Regions from separate parts of the Zea mays genome. Here region 1 is linked to region 2. The links are chromatin contacts, called in public Hi-C maps. All regions are on one chromosome and are shown on one strand. Each heading gives the region's core, a stretch centred on a gene start, on an enhancer-like site or on the middle of the called end of the contact. The rest is flanking DNA. Distances are from core to core; before and after follow the strand shown.

Region 1 (5,908 bases), core at 1,248-3,747, 270 kb after region 2:
GTATTTTTAGGTCAACATTCCGCACCGTATAACATAGCAGCTCTAATCATCGTTCTATAAAACTTGCTTTTAACTTATGTGATACCCTCTTGTCACATAGAATGCCAGATGTTTGGCATCACTTCCTCCATCCTACTTTTGATTCCATGACTAACATCTTCATCAATATTGATCTCTCTAAATACTGAAAGGCATCCTTCCTATGGGCTATTTGACCTTCCAAACTAACATCTTCCTCATGTACAGTAGTGTCGAAGTCACATCTCATGTATTCAGTTTTAGTTCTATTGAGTCAAACATTAAGACTCTAGAGTCTCCTGCCACAACTTCAGTTTCCTATTTACTCTTGCCTGACTTTCATCAACTAGTACTACATCGTATGCAAAAAACATACACTAAGGAATATCCTCTTGTATGTCCCTTGTGACCTCATCCATCATCAAAGCAAAATAAGGACTCAAAGCTCGGCCGGAATAAGGACTCAAAGCTCTCTTGATGTAGTCATATTCTAATCTGGAAGTCATTTGTGTCCCCGTCACTATTCAAACACTAGTCACAACATTATTGTACATGTCCTTAATAAATCCAACAACTTCCTTGGAACTTTATGTTTGTCCAAAGCCCACCACGTAACACTCCTTGATATTTTGTCATAAGCCTTCTCCAAGTCGAGGAAAACCATGTGTATGTCCTTCTTCTTAATACATTGTTCCATTCATTGTCTTATTAAGAAAATAGCTTCCACGGTTGACATTTCGGACATGAAACCAAATTGATTCATAGAGATCCTTGTTATTCCTCTCAGACGATGCTCAATAACTCTCCCACAACTTCATAGTACGGCTCGTCAACTTAATTCCACAGTAATTGGTACAACTTTGAATATCTACCTTATTCTTATTCTTGTAGATTGGTACCAATATATTTCTTCTCCACTTGTCAAGCATATTATTCGACAAAAAAGATATGGTAGAATAACTTGGTTAGCCATATTATAGCTATATCCCGGAGGCATATCCATGCCTTGATTGGGATACCATCAGATCTCAGTGGCTTACCCCCTTTCATACTTTTCAATACCTCTCTAACCTCATATTCTTGGATCCTACACACAAAGCGCCTGTTGTTGTCATCAAAAGAGTCATCCAACTGAAATATTGTGACCCCATTCTCCCCATTGAGCAATTTGTCAAAATACTCTCACTATCTATCTTAACTCATCCTCCTTCACCAAGAGGCGCTCTTTTTCATCCTTAATGCAATTAACTTGATTGAAGCATCTTGTCTTTCTCTCATGGACCCTAGCCATCCAATGTATGTCCTTCTCTCCTTCCTTTATATTCAAACGTTGGTAAAGATCCACGCAGTCACGACGCGTCACCAAGGAGGTGTCGAGCGGCCGGTCCTTGCCCATTTGACACCATTACACGGTTTCTGATATGGCACATCGCTAAGAGGGTTACGTCCCAACGGATTTCTTTCGGGTTTTGTCTCTATTAGATGGCTAGGTTCAATGTTGGCTTGTGGCTATCACAATTTCCACTAGAAACTTTAAATTCGATCAAATTTTGACAAAATTTGTACTGCTGTCGCCCCCTACCAGAGAGAAAATCACATTTGCCTCTGGTGCCAGAACAGCATCAATGTGCAACATGGTAGATGAAACTACCACACAGGTTCTGCAGAATGGCTGTGCAACCTAGTTTGGCACTGCAAGGTAATACATGTTCATGATAAAAAAAATCAACATTTTGCTTAGGTTTCTCGGATTCAGAACTCCATTTCCTTATGAGCTTATCATTGCGGAGCATTGCACCAAGCACGATAAACCAAACTAATAATTGTTGTTTTCTCACACCTGCTCAGAAAAGGCTGCCTAATGTGGCTTCTCCTCCAAAATAACACCATGAAACTTTCTACAGGAAATCAGGCCAAAATGTTGCCCACAGCACAAAAATGTGCTAATCGCAACCCTCCAAAACCTCAATAAGTATTCAGAAACCTCAGCTACTAATGGATTACTAGAACTAGAACATGAAGGATATTGAGGCGAGACAAAGAGGCACGCACGGATGGGCAACGAAGGCGGACTTGGCAGGGTCCCATCGGAAAGGGCAGACGCCGAGCTGTAGGGCGGCGAACCGCTCCGCGGAGTCGCGGAGTTTGAGGTAGCGCACGTCGGCGCGGTCGAGCTCGAAGGTGTCTCTCCAGGGCGCGCTCGTGACGCCGCTCATCTCCAGGTCCAACCCCACGAATGCGGCCTCCCGCACGCGTCCCCGCAGCTTCTCCAGGGCTTCCTCCATGTTCCCCCGCGTCACCTGCTTCACCGCCACCCCGCTGCCGCCACCGGGCGGCGGGGAGGAGATCGCGCGGTAGAGTAGGATTCTGGGTGGCGGCGCCCGGAGGACGCGCCGGAGGCGGCCCGGCACCTGCATGGCCGCCGCCGTTGCTGGAGACAGACCGGAGCGGTGGAGGCACGCGGCGGTGGGTTGTGCTTGATTTGGTCTGATGGTTAGGGCCCATCTTCTGGAGTGTAAACTTGGGCTGTATCTCAAGTTTTGACATTGTCGCTATAGGTGTACATTCGGGCCGCCCGGCCCGGTCCGGCCCAAGCCCGAAAAGGCCCGTATTGTTTGAATTTTGGGCCGGCCCGGCCCGTTTGAATTTCGGGCCGTGCCGGGCCGGCCCATGGGCCTAGCCCTCGGCCCACGGCCCGGCCCGTAATTGCTTAAACGTGCCGGGCTTATTTCGGGCGGCCCAAAATTATAAAAGCCCGAAATTCACATTAGGACCTGAAATTCAATTTTTGGCCCGAAATTCAGTTTTTGGCCCAAAATTCATATTAGAGCCCTAAATTCAAAAAAATAATAAAACAAATAAAATATAAGACAAATAAATTTATACAAAATCAAACTTAATATTTGTATTAAAGTTACCACATCTATGCAATGTCTACCTCGCATTTTGTTAGAAGGAAAAAGAGTATAATCAGATGTATACAAAGTTCGTAAGTTCAGTTTATTGTCTAATGTTCATAACAAAAGTAAAATTACATCACACAATCTAATTCAAAGATACAAAAAAACATCTAACTAGCATTATCTCTAGCTTTGTGTTCTTTATCAAGTATATGAAAGTGCGAAATGAAGTATGGTTTTAATAAATATATGGGCCTTTTCGTGCCTCTATATGGGCCTTTTCGTGCCTGCCTTAAACGGGCCGTGCTCGTGCCCGCCCATGGGCCGTGACCTCGGCCCAAACCCGGCCCGATATAACGGGCCGTGCCGGCCCGGCACTAAATTATTTCGGGTCGTGCCGTGCCTGGGCCGTGCTTTTTTTTCCGTGCTTCGGGCCGGCCCATCAGGCCCGGCCCAAATGTACACCTATAATTGTCGCAGACTCGCAGTCCAGTTCTCAATGGACGGAAAATGTTTTACCTGTCTGAACTGTTAAGTAACCCTAGTTAGGGTTATGTGGGCAAATACCTGATTTACTCCTGAGGAGTCTCACATCTCTATATAAGGAACCTGTACACCCCTCATAATACAGTAAAGAGAAAGAGGCTAAAGGTCCAACTCTATACCCTGTGTTTTGTCTGTTTCTCTGTCGTGCTTTTGGGAAGGGAGACAGGTTCTCTACAGCTTCTCACGCCTCTACTGCTGATGGAGGGAAGGGTGCGGATCTGGTGATCCGTGGTAACGTAGTTCTTAACACGTTATCAGCACGCTCTACCTCGATGTTGCTACGGAATCAGATCTGCATCAACTCTTCATCAAACCGGCAGGTCTCTCGGCCTAGCCGAACTGTCCTACGAGACAGCCTTCGATTCTCCCTCTACACACAAGCGGTATATTTATTGGTTGATCCGTTGTTGTATACGTTGTCCCTGTTGGACGTGGTAACGTTACCGTTCATCCTCGGCATGGGGAATATGGACACCACGATGACCAAGCTGCGTCATTGATCACCTGCATGCGGTCAAAGCGGTGCATGCCACATCCCTCAAAAAGAGGATCACCTGCATGCGGTCAAATCGGTGCATGCGCTCACTGCGCCTCAGAAAGGAAAGAGTCCTATGAAAAAAACGAAAACTGATCAAAACATTTTTTTCATTGAATTTCTATTGAATTAATAAACTGTGGTACGGTTTTAATTTGTATGTATGCTGAATATTATTAATTCTATTTATTTTCTATTGTAAATAATAAATAGAATAAACCATGTTTTGTGTTGGAGTTTTTACATTAATTAATTATTTCCTGTCGCAAATAATTAGTAGAAAAATACATGCTTAAATATAGAAAATTGCCTTTTACACATGATGTGTTTGTTTTCTACTTTTTATTGTGTTTGTTTTCTGCTTTTATTTCCTGTAGTAGATACTTAGCAGAAAATTAAAATACATATGAAGGTTGTATTGTACATACTTAAATCTCTCTAAATATTTATATTATGTTGAGCTTTCTGATTCACGTCGAGCGATTAAAAATTATAGTGGGTACTCGGACACACTGATCAAACTATGTTATTATCGGCTGAGTTATGGCATTAGCTGAATATTGACTGCACCCTGGCAACACGACGCAATATTTGTGCCGTTCGAACTTGGTTGCATCATGTGATTGCTATGTCGCACTCTCGCTTAATCGGATCGCTCCCGTTGAGTCGGACCGCCATCGCCGAGTCACACATTTTTCGTGGGCCCTGAAGGCATTGCATGTGTGTCACAACTATTAAGTCACAATTACGCTTGTTGCGCCTGTTGTGCCTATTGCGTGTACTTATCGTGTACCACAACTAACAAGCCACAATTGCGTCTGTTGCGCTGGTTACAAAGGTTTGATGTGTTGTCGTTGCCCTGTTGGCCGCACACGCGTTGACGCTGAATACACTAGAGCTTGTACTCGCGTGGATTATGGTGTGTCGTTCAAGCCCCTGAAATCACATTATGTGCAACCTTCGTAAACAATTTTGTTTTCGCTCTATATTTTGTTTGATTGTGTTGTGTGGCATCATATATTTATATATATTGCCAAGTGGTCTTAACAACTATATCAAGCTCTATAGTGCTTGGAAATCTGGGAAATTAAATTGAAATACAATTAACACGGATAAGTTAATTTTTTGCTCTCTCTCCTCATGCATAAAGTTTTACCCGAAGTTACCCGGAGATATATAATATAATGCATGAAAGCCTTTTTGGCATAGAAGACATCATAAATTGGGATTATATTACTAAGCAAAAAGTCCTTACCAGATGATTTAAGACCAGAAATCTCAGTCATACCTTGTTGAACTAGATGTTGGCACATTGCTATTTGTTGCTGAATGACATGAAGCGAACTTTAAGATAAATGACTATAACCTTAGCAACAAGAAGTTGCGAGTACATCGAAAGGTAATTCTGAGAAATTTTTCACAATGTTGGTGTGAAAACTGAAAAACCATTGTGTTCCCGTCGAACCATTTTACTCGTCCTATCTAGGACCTCTATGCTTGTGTTGCATACACCTCTCAGAATTGTAAATACTTATAGTCACTGAATTGACTCGGGATAGTCATTTGACAAGTTTGGTATACACTGTAAGCTAAATGGTAAAGGTCGTTCCTGAATGGACACATACCTGGGGTTTATGTAGCCGAACTACACTGAATTCCACCCTTTAACATTCTTACTGTAATCTATCTCTGATCTACCAGGAGTAAGAAGAGTAGAAAATAGCCATGAAATCACATATTACCGACATTAATATGTCATTGGTCCGTGGCGCTGGAAGATCCATAATTCTTGACCACTAAGCTATTGGTGATGGTAATTTGTGATATAACTATGAAGATCTTGTGGAGACTGGATGATTCCTTCATATGAGAGCAACACTATCTGTTGTTGAAGATGGATCCTAGGCGG
Region 2 (6,598 bases), core at 1,418-3,917:
TGTGATACTAAAAATGGTTGGAGTTTTTGAGAAATTAAATCATACCTACTTGGGTCATATCTGTTAGAGCAACTTCTTATATAAATTTTAACTCTCTAATTCACTGATTTAAGGAGTTGCTAAATAACTTTGGTAGTAAAAAATTGTGAGTTCTCCAATAGCTCTCTAAATATATGTTGTATTTTTTTTGAATCTATCCATATAAAAAAGTCACACATGTCAACAACCACCTTCATTACATACATAATGTAACCATTTTTTTTGTTTAGGAAGAATGTGAATTGCTGGGTTCTTGGGGCCCAGGTGAATGTCCTCATAGTAAGTCCTTGCCATGTGGGTTGCTTATTAAGTGGCAGAGTAGCAGTAGGTTGCTCCATGTTTATTGATCATTATTAAATAGATGGTTCTCCAGATCAATGGGTTTTAAAACTATTGTACTTAACTCTTCTCTTGTTATGCAGGCAGAGTGGTGACTGCTATAGCTCTTTGTTAGCTAGGCCACTTATAATCATCCAATGGATCGAAACCAACAACTTACAATGCTTGGTTACAAGTTACTATAGCCTGAATGCATGCATGTATGTACGTACTTACATATAAATGTATGTGTTTAGATGCTTCATTGTCACCTAAATAATCATTGAGTTGATTGCAAAGAGTCATAAAGAGGTGACACAATTCATATCCTGCACCAATGTGTCCATGCGTGTACCGGTTAGATAGTTAGGCTCAACTAGCTTTGTATCTAGCCGTGTTAAACACTATACTTGAAATTTTTATTTGACCATGTATAAAATACAATTATACAAGCGCCAATCCGTCCTCCATCTCATGAGCAGACGAGCAGTTGAGCACCTCACGTGAACCAGTGCAGTGTGCTGATGCTGTTGACAGATCACTAGCTGGCTAGCTGCTTTCGACTTGCATGGCTTTTTTCTTCTTTGTCTTTGTTTCATGCATGCTTCTTTATTCATCTACTCTAAGTTTCGATCATTATTGAACAACACTTCATGGGTATGCAAATTTTGAACTTGGTTCTCTGATGCCCACAAAACGGAAAGCGTTGTAACCTTCGACCAGTTCTTCATCTTCTGTATTTCCATAGATTGAATTTTCTCGCTCTTCATCTTATCACTAGAATCACAAATAGATTACGAAACTGGTTCTCTTAACAATATAACACATATTTTTACATAAATTATCGTGACATTATACGTTTCCGTTGCAACGCACGGGCACTCACCTAGTTTAGCACATAAGAACTTAATTAAATGTGTTGGGCACTTAATCACCAAAACATAATAGAAATTGCCCACGAGCACATTTCCCTTTCATATGGGATCCTGATTCCATATATCAAATATATTGTATAAGATATATCTAATGTTGAAAAACGAATTGACGCAAACCTAAGAAACGAATCGACACCCTTGTGTTGTCGCGTATTGCGGTGTTCACCATCATGGACGGAATCACTAAGAGATTGAACCAATTCATCAATTTCTTGACACATGGTTTGTGATCTAATCTAGTTGCATTGCATATTCATCAATTTCTTGACACGTGGTTTGTGATCTAATCTAGTTGCATTGCATAGACATGTCACACCACCTCTGGTTTATCAATTTAATGACTCATGGTTCATGACTCACCTAGCATCGCACAAACCGTTCGCGGAGGCGCTGTGCAGGGTGGGTGGTCAGATTCTAAGAATCGGATTTCTCTTAAAAAAGTTGAAAAGCCCGAGCTCGAAACCGCTACTTTGACATATGATCTAAAGTCCAAATTTTGGTCCCAAACCCTTATCTTACTCGATACCAAGTGATATCAAGTGTAAAATGTGAGAAGAAACTTTTCACATAATATCAAGTGCAAGTATGTGTTTATGACTACAATTTACATTTATCATTTTACAATATTAGAAAAATTTATTGCGCTCAATAGAAATTGTTTTTTACATCAATTAATAATTTCTTTAATTATATATTTATGATTTTTTATAGAGAGAGAGAGAGGCATATGTACTAGTTTCACTCGGAGCCTCTAAAATGCTAGGACCGGTTTTAACCGTGACGATGTCGTACCATTTTTTACAGTACTTCGATTTCAACTACCCTGTATGAGGCTAAGGGTTTGCAAGTAGGATCTTATGTATTTACCGAATAGTAAGCAAATTTGTTGGCTTTATGAAAGGTTTCCAAAAGTATATCTACACAATAGAGGATCTAAGCTTTGTTTAGGTTGTCTCTAGCAGGTCCCCTATCTCATCCTTTATTTCAAATTTCACTTATAAATAGTGTCAAACAATATTATCTACAGTATCGTGTCATCTATTTTACAAGATTCACCGAAGACAATCTTAGAGTCAATAGATATTGTTCGATTTTCAGTAAGAGTTAGTTCGAGTGATGTTTTTGTGGTTCATTACTTTATTTATTTTTTCTAGGGTATTTGCACTAGAGATAATAATTAGTTAGCTAGTGAAATTATGTATCTAACAAATAGCTAGCTAGCTAGTAACTAATTTGCTAAAAATAGCTAATAGTTGATTTATTAGTTAGATTGTTTATTCAACTTAATTTTAGTGCATTTGGACAGGCACTTTTTATCATAGCGCGCTGGTTAAAGTTCTAGTAAAAAGTAAAGCGCCGTCGAAACCGGCAAAGCGAAAAATGCCCGCCCGCACCTGCGTGCGTGTGCTGTGTGGGCATGGGCAGCGTCACCAAAGCGAGGCTCCTCTCGTCCCAAGCGCCGGTTAACTCCGTCTCAGCGCACGCGGCACGCCCCTAATCTTCATTCCCCCGAAACCCTAGCCGGTCCTTGGCCTTGTCCCGGTCGCGCCGCTCCCGTCGCCTCTTCCGCGGAAGCCGTCCTCTGCGCGTCGGCGGCGGTGGAGATGGCCTCCTCGTCGGCATCTTCGAGGCACCAGGTCACCATCACCCTCGGCCGCAGCGGTCAGGTGAGCCGTCCAGCCCCGGTCAATCCGTGTTTATAAAGCCAGCGTGGTCTCATTCTTCGTTGCGGATTTGCCTACGGAGTCGTTCAGGGCTTGAATGTTGATTGATTAGCATCAGAGCAGACTCTCCAGCAAGAGAGAACATGGCCGCTGATTTGGTAGAGGTCTGTATATCATTTGTTAACCTTAGTTTAGGTTTAGAGTGCGGGGTATCAGATATTACCGTATTATATGGAGGGATCCTATGCGATTTGGTGGTCAAAAGTTGGTCGCATGGTGTTGGATTTGGTTGTTGACTACCGAGAGTACAATCTTGCTGTATACCTCAAATCAAGGGACGATGCTGTGATTTTTGGAAGGTGGCTTAATATATACTCCCTCCGTTCCTAAATCTCCAGCGTATAAGCAAATTGAATTTATTCAAAAATCTCCATCGTATTAGGTGGTCTTTCCGTCTATTTTAGTTTGGCGAGCATGCAACACCTCATTTCTGCTGCCGCGTTTTTACTATGCTGTCCTCCCGTTATTCGTTGTCTGCTCCTGTACTGATTTATTTCGAATTCTGATTGGAGTACCACACCGCTCATCCATGTAGTCGCTTTGCTACTTGCCATGGATCACCAACCACGAAAAGGCACGACATGCGGTTGTGAGCGGGTTAACACTGTGGTAATTAAAAACAAATTGACGCTCTTTGTTGTTCCTTGGTCACTTCACCGATGGCTAATATGTTGGAGATTTATGAACGGAGGGAGTATGTGATTGCCCACTCGGTAGCTTTGAGTTTCTAAGTGTGGTTGGGGTGCGGGGGGGGGGGGGGGGGGTGGAGTTAACACGAGAAGTACCCGCATGGGTGTTCTGATGTTGTGGGATATAGTAGAGAAATCTCTGGATCTCCTTCAGTGATATTATTGTTTTTTCTCCTCAAGATACATGAGAGGGGATTGGAAATGGTTGTCAATCATAAGGGCATGATAAATTTAAATGTGGAGGGGTGGAATTTGTTGATGCAGATTATGTTTATTCCTTATGTTGCTACAAATATGTGTATATGAAATAAGCAGCACTTGAATGACTGTGAAGTGGACAATTTTCTGACATTGGGAGAAACAATAGAAGCTTGTACAATGAATGTTATCGTGCAAGTTTCATCTAGGGCACACTCTTTGTAGTAGTGTTTATTTGTACCTGCTGGTCGTATCGAAGATTATCAATCATTTGTTTCATGTTTGCACAATTGCACATTCTGCATTCAGATCTTTTATGCTGTTAGTTGTAATGTCTAACGAACATATATGCACACCATATCAATACTTATCAGGATGATTTCATTATTAGCAGTGAAGCCACTCACGCTAGCACTTCTATTATGCATGTTTTTTTCTTCATTTTTTTCTATAATGATTTGTTTGTAATCTATCTTGGATTTGACAAAGCATACACGATCGGTTTTAAGGTTTGCTATGATGTGAAATGCTAGCTGACTGATGCCATTGCCTTTGTGTTAGTGTGTTACATACATGTTATTTGCATCTTAAGCTTTCCCAAACCTCGATGAATTTTGATATCACCTTCTTTACATGTTTATGTTATTTTTGTTCACCTTAGGTTGTTAAAAGGAGGACTATATCTGATGATATTAACGGCGATGAAATGCCATTGTCGGGGAAAAAACGATCTGTGAGGGATAGGTTAGGAAGTAATGTGTCTGATTCTGATTTTTATGGAAGCCAGCAGAGGAACAAAAGGTAATCTTTCTTGGGTCTGCTATTTCCATTGTTTGTGTAGGCTTCAAAGTTTTTAGCTACATTATAATATACAAAGGATTCTTTCCACATCATTAGGGACAGACTGACAGTTTGTTCCTTTGTGGTAATTCGCCCCCAATTGTGAGCCATGGCTTCAGCTTCATCACAATGTTTCAATCACACAAAACCAAATGCTTTTTTATAGTTTATACATTGTCAACTCCACCACTCTGCCTTGTAGCCTACATATTTGGGTTACCGCTATGGCGCTATTGCTAATAATAACTATTTTACATTTGATTTCTGATACACATATTTGTGATAACCTTAAGCAGACATGTGTTAATTTATCATATCATCTTTACTTGTTCATAATTTAGCAAATTAGCTTATCTATATATATCATAGTTGTTAAAGCGGTAAGGCGAGTGGCCCCCTTTTTTAATCTTTTAAGCGATAAAGCGTAAGGCGCCGGGGCGATGCCCTACTGTCCAAAGCGGACGCCTTAGGCTCTGAGATAAGGCGACTGGGACGCCTTACGATTTTTGCACGCTTTACCGCTGGACGCTTTAACAACTATGATATATATGGCAATTGGACATGTACACCGATGTCGCCCTTCTATCCAATTGTGCACTGCACTGCATGCTCCTCCTTTGCATATTACATTCTTTTTTGTCCTTGTTTTTACTTTATCTTATATATTTGTGAAGAACTTGTCTTTGAGATCATAGCATGTGTGGTTCTATTTACTGTGTTCATTTTGTTACATTCTGCCACTGCAAACAGGTCACTCCTTGCCTTTTTCTTATATAAAGTGTAATTGACTGCTTATCCCTGTGGTTCCACTCTCACTTTGCAGGCAACAGACAGAAATTAATAGCTCACATGGAGATGATGGTTCAGGTGATGAAAAACCTTAATTTCTTGTCAATTCACTAGGGCTTGAATTGAAGATATCTGGCACTACTTACTCTGTTGCATTGGCGTGCAAAATATTTGAAGATCGCTTGGTTGGCAAGGATGATCTGAGACTGAAACTCATGAGGAAAGGCTCGTTTCAGAGGAGCAATGGTGGTGCAGAACAGAATACAATGGATCTCCGTGAAAAGCTTTCCCGAAATCATAAGAAGTTGCCAAGATATGATTCTAGAGGCCATGCTGCAGAATCAAGGGCTAGTTATGATATGAGAGATGAGCCACCAGAGTTAAGGTCCAGATATTTTTCAAGGGAGGATGTCCTAGGGTCAAGGAACTCTTCTGTTGTAAGTCGAGTTCCTTATTCAAGAACTGCGGATGACTTGTTAAAATCGAACCCTTCAAGAAAATCTTACCCCTCATGGACAGACGATGGTTTGAGGCACAGATCACCTGAAAGGATTTTAAGTGTTCGTAGTGATGTGTCTCCACCAGTAGGTTATGATCAGATTAGGTCCATGCCACCACTTAGATCTGCCGGTTCCTCAAGACCTCAAAGTTTTATTACAAGAGGTGCTCCTGATACGCCAAGGAGTCAACCATATGCTGGCAAAGCCACCATTTCTGTTGATACAGTACAGAGAACTAATGGGATCACTCCATCTAGTGCACCTTTGCCTAAGGTCCCTGTTATGGTTTGTATCTGTACCTCCTCTCATATACCCTAATTCATCGATGCTTCTGAGAAAACATAGGGCATTTTGGAGCAAAATTCCTTTTCTTTTGTGCACAACATTTTCAAATTCTTTCTAAAATCACGTCTGACTGTTTTTAATGCTGTTGGGGCTATGAAATTGGCATACAGTCAACAACAATAACAAAGCCTTTTAGTACCAATCAAGTTGGGTTAGTCTAGAGTTGAAACCCCCACAAGTCAAGGATCAGACACGTGGATAGCTGTTTTCCATGTCAATTT

Evidence for each region. A called contact is a pair of places that touch in the nucleus more often than the background predicts.
Region 1: a contact with region 2 is called in a Hi-C map of leaf, with 6 times the contacts expected there. The contact joins the promoter of LOC100383372 here to the promoter of LOC100283603 in region 2. A contact is called at or near these places in 4 of 25 Hi-C or Micro-C datasets (ear, leaf and tassel).

Annotation. Positions count from the first base shown.
Region 1 is chr10:126,530,018-126,535,925 of Zm-B73-REFERENCE-NAM-5.0, forward strand. LOC100383372 (Poly(A)-specific ribonuclease PARN) reads right to left here and starts at 2,498. Exons shown (of 7, transcript NM_001176028.1): 1 at 2,071-2,498. The coding sequence starts at 2,435.
Region 2 is chr10:126,259,088-126,265,685 of Zm-B73-REFERENCE-NAM-5.0, forward strand. LOC100283603 (SAM domain family protein) reads left to right here and starts at 2,668. Exons shown (of 7, transcript NM_001156504.2): 1 at 2,668-2,959; 2 at 4,565-4,704; 3 at 5,567-5,610; 4 at 5,710-6,317. The coding sequence starts at 2,897.